Regions from separate parts of the Sus scrofa genome. Here region 1 is linked to region 2. Evidence: chromatin contacts called from public promoter capture Hi-C data. All regions are on one chromosome and are shown on one strand. The core of a region is the stretch at or near the end of the contact, and the rest is flanking DNA. Distances in the headings are between cores, read along the strand shown. Region 1 holds the start of SMC3 (structural maintenance of chromosomes protein 3). Region 2 has its middle 55 kb from the start of MXI1.

What was found. Promoter capture Hi-C pulls out the DNA fragments that hold promoters and counts their contacts.
Region 1: a contact with region 2 is called in a promoter capture Hi-C map of fetal liver, with 2.5 times the contacts expected there. The contact joins the promoter of SMC3 here to the enhancer-like site in region 2. A contact is called at or near these places in 2 of 5 promoter capture datasets (fetal liver and liver), 23 of 47 Hi-C or Micro-C datasets (alveolar macrophages, blood, embryonic fibroblasts and 15 more) and 1 of 2 datasets of contacts at active chromatin or transcription factors (alveolar macrophages).

What each region holds. Positions count from the first base shown.
Region 1 is chr14:120,968,115-120,971,299 of Sscrofa11.1, forward strand. SMC3 (structural maintenance of chromosomes protein 3) reads left to right here and starts at 1,515. Exons shown (of 29, transcript XM_005671452.3): 1 at 1,515-1,676; 2 at 2,982-3,057. The coding sequence starts at 1,662.
Region 2 is chr14:120,587,492-120,590,814 of Sscrofa11.1, forward strand. No RefSeq gene overlaps it. Among named protein-coding and RNA genes, the nearest start is that of MXI1, 55 kb to the right of the region's middle. Within about 2 kb of position 1,635, at least 9 of the 83 cell types and tissues checked have an H3K27ac peak or open chromatin away from gene starts, as enhancers often do. A contact at or near this core is called in alveolar macrophages and fetal liver, where this site is marked.

The DNA of each region.
Region 1 (3,185 bases), core at 265-2,764, 380 kb after region 2:
TGGGCATAAAGGAGCCAAGGCACTGAGATAAATACTTTGCTTTCCTGAACTTGATTGTACCCCCATGCCACAAAAGGAACTCAAGCAGCTGCAGTGACAATACCTGATCCTTAACCTGCTGTGCTGTAAGAGAACTCCTGAAACTTTTCATTAAATAATTACTGAGTACTTTCTAGGAATGAGTTACTAAAGAAACAGCAGAAACGAGATAAACCCTTTCTCTCTTGGATTTATATTGTAGTAGAGACAGAATAAATAATACAAGAATGTTAATTCTCAAATCACCTTTTATATTTTATTTTTATATATTAGTTTTCCACTAATCTTTATTTTTTTCTGCCTGTATAAGTTATATAAACCAATTGGATAAGATTCATTTAGTATGTCTAAATAAGTAAAACTCTCATCACTGTAAAGAACATCATAAATGTTTGGTCACCATGCTTTCATCTATATACCTCTATAATTTAGGTAAATAGAATAGCCTTATGCATTGTTTCTGCAATTCTAAACATGAAAATGGTTTTATCCTCATTTTATAGGTTAGTAAAGAAGACTTAAAACTTCAATATCAATGTGTCTATGATCCCAGAGTTAGAAATCAACAGTATAGAGATGCTAATCCAGTAAATAGGGCTGGAACTGCCCAAGGGCAGTGGGAGGGGTGGTGAGGAGGGACCAACTTGGTTGGCAAGTAACTTCACAGTGGCCCAATTTCTAATCAAATGGTTTTTTCCCTAGGATTGATATACATCAGCTACACCAACGGTTGCCACTGGCGCCTCTTAGCTTTCAGACTGTTAAAAAAAAAAAGCGGGGTTGGGGGGAACTTTTAATCTTATCTAAATCTTGTTGCTGCAGTTGTCCAATCTGCCTAGATTTATAGCAAATAAAGCAGTAACAGCTCCGGAGGTATTAACCATGACATTATTACAACTAATTTTCCAGCGCCAAGTTTACATGGGGCTGTCCTGCGAGTGGACAGTCTAGAGCCATTGAGAGCCGTTCTAAATTTATAAAAGTCCCCGAGTAAGAGAGAATAATGGAACAGCCGGAATTCAGCTCGCCGAACACCGTCCCGCCCCCGATCCTGCATTCAGCAGGTTTGGGGGAATGGCACGACCCGCGCGCGGCGTTGGTTGGGGGGGGACGGGAGTGGTGTCGTCCCATTTTTATACAGTCGGAGACCACGTGACCTCCGCCCCGCACCGCTACTGGCCCTCCGCCTCTAGCTCTCGGCTTTGGCGCCGAACCTTTCCCCCCTTCTGGCCGCAACCATTATCTCTGAGCTCGGAGGAAATACGGGCCAACCACACGATCGAGGCTTTTCTGAATGAAACTTCCGACAATTTCTCCAGAAAAGTTCAGCTAAAAATTGAGGGATCAAGTGAAATACACCTGAAGACATCGTAGAAGGTTCCTTTTGCCAAAAAGAAAGAACGGACCTAACCCTGATTCCCCCTACGCTCCGTGGGGGTCGCGAGGGTGGTTCCGTCCGAGGCGCGGACTCCGCCTCCGCGGGCGCCGCCATTTTGTTTGGCTGGAGGGGAGCGAGCGGCGCTCTGGGGGGAGGGGTCTCCTAGGCTCCTCACCAGACCCCGCGCCCTCGCTGTTGCTTTTTGCGGCGGAGGCCGTCTCCCCGGCTAGGAGCGCCCGGAACCATGTACATAAAGCAGGTGAGGTCTATGTGTCCCTCCTTTCCCCTGCCACGGGCTCGTGAGGACCGCTCTTTGAGGCGAGGATGTCGCGGCCTTTCACATCTCCCCGCAGGGTGGACGCGGGGCTGGACAGGGAGTGTGGGGGAGGGGAGAGGGCCGACCCACTAGCGCAGGGCCGCGGAGAAGTGGGGCTCCTCCCTGCAGCCCCGGCGGCCCTGCAGGGCGCTCGCCTGAGGGGGGCGGGCTCGGGGAGAGGGGTGGAGGGGCTGGCGGGGCTGTCTTGTTGGAGGCACTAGGTCTTCCCGGGTGGGCCGGGGCGGGAGAGGCCCGGGACGGGAAGAGGCTTCGTCCTGCTGCCCTGGGCAGCTCCGCGAGGGCGTTTAGTGTGTGGTGGTGGTGGTGGTGGTGGGGTCTCCCCAGTCCGGGGGCGCCTCTGGGGGTGTCAGCCTAACTGGGGGTTTGCTCCTCCCCGACTTAGCCAAGGAGTGAGAAGGCTCCTCCTTCCTGCACGGTGCGTAGTGCCTCCTCATTCCGTTGTTTACTTCTGTCAAAATGGTCTTCCCGCGCTGGAGTCCACCGCAAAGATGGACCCATTCACGCTCTGCGAGAAGTTTCTCTTGTCGGATGTGTTGGCCTCAGAGCAGCGGTTCCACGAAAGGGATGCTCATTCTGGCTGGGCCGGAGTGTGGCTGGCAGGGACGCCCAGAAAAGCTGGGGCCGGTCTGCAAGTTTGATGTGCTTTTACTACAGCCTTGTAATGCTTAGTGTTCCTACGGACCTTGGGCTTGATTTTGAGAATTTCCTAACAGGTTATTAATTATCGCTCCTAAAAAAGCAACATTGGCAGTGGTTACTGATTTTTTTTTTAAATCACCGTTTTTCCAAAATGAGTTTTTCTTCTCTGAAATGGAAACTTTATTATCTTGCATTAAATGAGAAACCAGGACGGAAAGGTGTGCAAAAAGGTGTTAGTTTAGAGATTATTCCTGGAGTTCCCGTGGTGACTCAGTGGTTAACTAATCCGACTAGGAACCATGAGGTTGCGGTTCGATCCCTGGCCTTGCTTAGTGGCTTAAGAATCTGGCGTCGCCGTGAGCTGTGAGCTGTGGTGTAGGTTGCAGACGCGGCACGGATCCTGCGTTGCTGTGGCTCTGGCTTGGGCCGGCAGCTACAGCTCCGATTCAACCCCTACCTAGCCTGGGAACCTCCATATGCCACGGGAGCAGCCCTAGGAATGGCAAAAAGACAATAAATAAATAAATAAATAAATAGAAGTTATTCCTTTTGGGGTGTGTTTTGATAAATCCCTTTTTTATTTATCAGGTTATTATCCAGGGATTTCGAAGTTACAGAGATCAAACAATTGTAGACCCCTTCAGTTCAAAACATAATGTTATTGGTAAGTGTTCATGGTTTTACTCGATCAGATTTCAATCTATACAGACATTTAAATTCTGTCTCTATTAGGCTACAGACGACCTGTCTTTGAATATTATGTACACTTATATGTATTTTTTCTCTGTGAAA
Region 2 (3,323 bases), core at 385-2,884:
TGTGAACCCTTGGGAAAGACCCAATTTGGAGTGTTAATTATTGGCCTTTTTAGGCCAAAGAATGTCCTATCAGGGTGATATTTAGACTTGAGATTTTTCAAGGAAAACTTGGATTTCCCAAAGCAGTAATATCCTAGCAGGTGGGGGTGGAAATGAGAAAGTGGTATGGTGATAAACTGCAGGAGTTAAGAGGTAGACTGGTCTGTGGATTTCCCACTGGTCCTCTTGACTTAAATGGTATTTTCAGGGGGAGGGGGAAGCTGGTAGTGACAGCCCCAGCCTGGACCTGAAGCTGCAGTGCTGCTAGATGCTTTTCAATGATTTGCTGGACTAGCGTATGTTCTTACTTAATGTAAGGGCACTTTCTTAAGTGGGATCTAAACTAATTGTTTTTTCCAAAAACAATAGCTTCTGCAGATTCTTATTGAGCAGGAGCTATGGAGGAAGTCGTTGCTGCACTCTATAACCCACCTCTTTCCTGTTGAGTAATGCTCTAGAGGCTGGATTTCAGTGGTGACTGGCTTGGTAGACTTTGACTTCAGAGTAGATGATCTCCTCGGTTTTACGAGAGAAAGTGTAGGTAGAGTCAACTTGCTGGCAGGCATAGACGTTCTCTTCCAAAGGTGTTTACTGGACTAACAAGTTAAGGTTAAACATTACTTCCTATCTGATTTCTATTTTAGAAACATTGGCTTCAATTGTTTCAACTGAAGTAAAGGTCATTTGAGGCTATTAAGACAACCAAAAATATATTCCAAATATTATCTACCCAGCCACGGTGCTGGGAGGGGGAGAGGGAGGGTGAGGCTTCCACTGCATCTGGGTGTTTGGGCGTGTTAAGCCCTTTAAAACGTGTTGTGTGGCAATTGAGATGCTTCCTTTTAGAAATGTCTTTTAAGCAGGAGTTCCCATTGTGGCGCAGTGGAAACAATCCAGCTAGCATCCGTGAGGATTCAGGTTCAATCCCTGGCCTTGCTCAGTGGGTCAGGGATCTGGCATTGCCCTGAGCTATGGTGTAGGCCATAGAGCGGCTTGGATCTCACATTGCTAAGGCTATAACATAAGCCAGCAGCTGTAGCTCCAGTTCGACCCCTAGCCTGGGAACTTCCATATGCCTCGGGTGGGGCCCTAAAAAGCAAAGAAAAAAGAAAGAAAGATCTTTTAAGCAATATTTTTATTTTAGGACCGTATATGCGAAATGATCTTATATAGGTATGTATGGTCTATACCTCCATTTTACCTTTAGGTTAATCTTGAGCAAGAGTACATGAACATACACTTGCTAAAGTCAAGCTGAGCATGGCTCAATTAACTGCAGAAGAACAGGGCAGACTGGGTGGGGCAAGCTCTGGAATTCTACTCACTCACTGAGCAAAGTCAGGCATTGGGGCAATAGCTTGAGCTGAAGCAGCTCATAGGAAGCCCAGCCCAGCCCACCAGGTAAAGCATAGAGGATGTGGCAATCGACCCAAAGCACAGTGTGGTACTGTGATCTGCATCGGGGAAAGTGTAAGTGCCCATCAGGAATCTGGGGCAGGATAGCAGGACTGCAAGAGTCTTGTATGTAGCACATGGACCAGCCCCAGCGCCAGGGTAAGCTTCAAGAGCAGCGCTTCCTCCACTTCCTGTGGGGCAATGGCAAGATCAGGGCAGGGCCTCAGGCTTTCAGGGCCTGAGTCTAGTTCTTCAGCACAGGAACTCAGACGTCAGGAGAATGACACGTGGATCCTGTTGTCAGAGGACCGCTCAGGATCCCAGGAACAAAAGCGCTGCATGGAGCCAAGACACAAGGTCACGACTGGCCCAGAGACAGGCATGGCTTGATGCTGAGTGAGTCTCAGAACCTGGAACTGAAGCCACCTTAGGTCCTCCTGTCTCATCAGGACTAGTCCTAGAGTCTACAGCCAGGTGAGGGGGTCAAGTCCCCCAGCTGATGGAGAAGGGGCCTGGCCTGACTCTCACAATGGAAGCAGCCCCATGTGACAACAGACTCAGAAGGTAGCCAGAATGGGTAATTAGAATTCCACACCAGAACCTACCTGGGAGGACAAGGGACAGCCACCAAAGCACTAGCTGCAAAAATGCCCATATGTTCCTTGGGAACTAATTTTCTCAAACTGAAAGTACAGTTTTCCCATTTAAAAATTAGCTATAGTGACAAGTCTGGCCTCCCCTACTAGGAGTCACTATAAGAAGCTCCTCAAGAGTACCAGTTGGAGGGAGTTCACTTCATGGCTCAGTGGTTAAGGAACCCAACTAGCATCCATGAGGACATGGGTTAGATCCCTGGTCTCCCTCAGTGGGTTAAGGATCTGGTGTTACTGGGAGCTGTGGTATAGGTCACAGACGTGGCTCTGACCTGGCATTGCTGTGGCTGTGGTGTAGTCTGGCAGCTGCAGCTCCAATTACACCCCTAGCCTGGGAACCTCCATCTGCCGCAAGTCCTAAAAAAAAAAAAAGAGTACCAATTGGATAGAAGGGAATCACAGAGTGGCCTGTGTTCCCCCTTCTTCCTACCAGAGTAAAAGAGGCTATGATTTATTTATTTTTTTTTTTTTCTTTTTAGGGCCGCACCTGTAGCGTGTGGAAGTTCCCAAGCGAGGGGTCACATTAGAGCTGCAGCTGCCAGCCTATGCCACAGCCACAGCAACGCCAGATCCGACCCACGTCTTCGACCTACACCACAGCTCACAGTAATGCCCAATCCTTAACCCACTGAGCAAGGACAGGGAATCAAACCCACATTCTCATGGATACTAGTCAGATTCATCTCTGCAGAGCCACCACGGGAACTCCAAGGCTATGATTTTAAACTAGCAGAACAGCTTTGATTCTACATGGTACTTCCTCTAGACCTGGTTGTGGTAATGGCCTTTTGCCCGTGAGTCAGAAGACCTCTCATTCATCTTTCGACACTTGCTGGCAGAATGAGTTCTCTGTCCACTCCTCCAGCCTCAGGCCCTTACCTGTCAGAGCTCAGATCTGTCATCATCAGCTCTTTGATGATGATTCTGTCCTCTACTCCAGTCTTGTCTGTAGAACCCAGTTCCTACTCCCTGGCAAACAGAACCCCTTTACACCCATCTCCCTCAACTTGCATACCCGGCAGAGGGCTTGCGCCCTCTCGGGTGACTTCCTAGCTCTCCAGGCATCCTCCATCTGGCCCCACTGATGAAGGATGTTAATCTCATCAAAATGACTTCCTTCTTTGCTGAACTCCAGTGGTAAAGTTTTAGAGAAGTTTCCCAAGGTGACAAAAGCTGGGGTTGAAACCTAGGTAATCCAACCTGAGAGAGTATACCTTTTTTTTTTTTTTTTTTTTT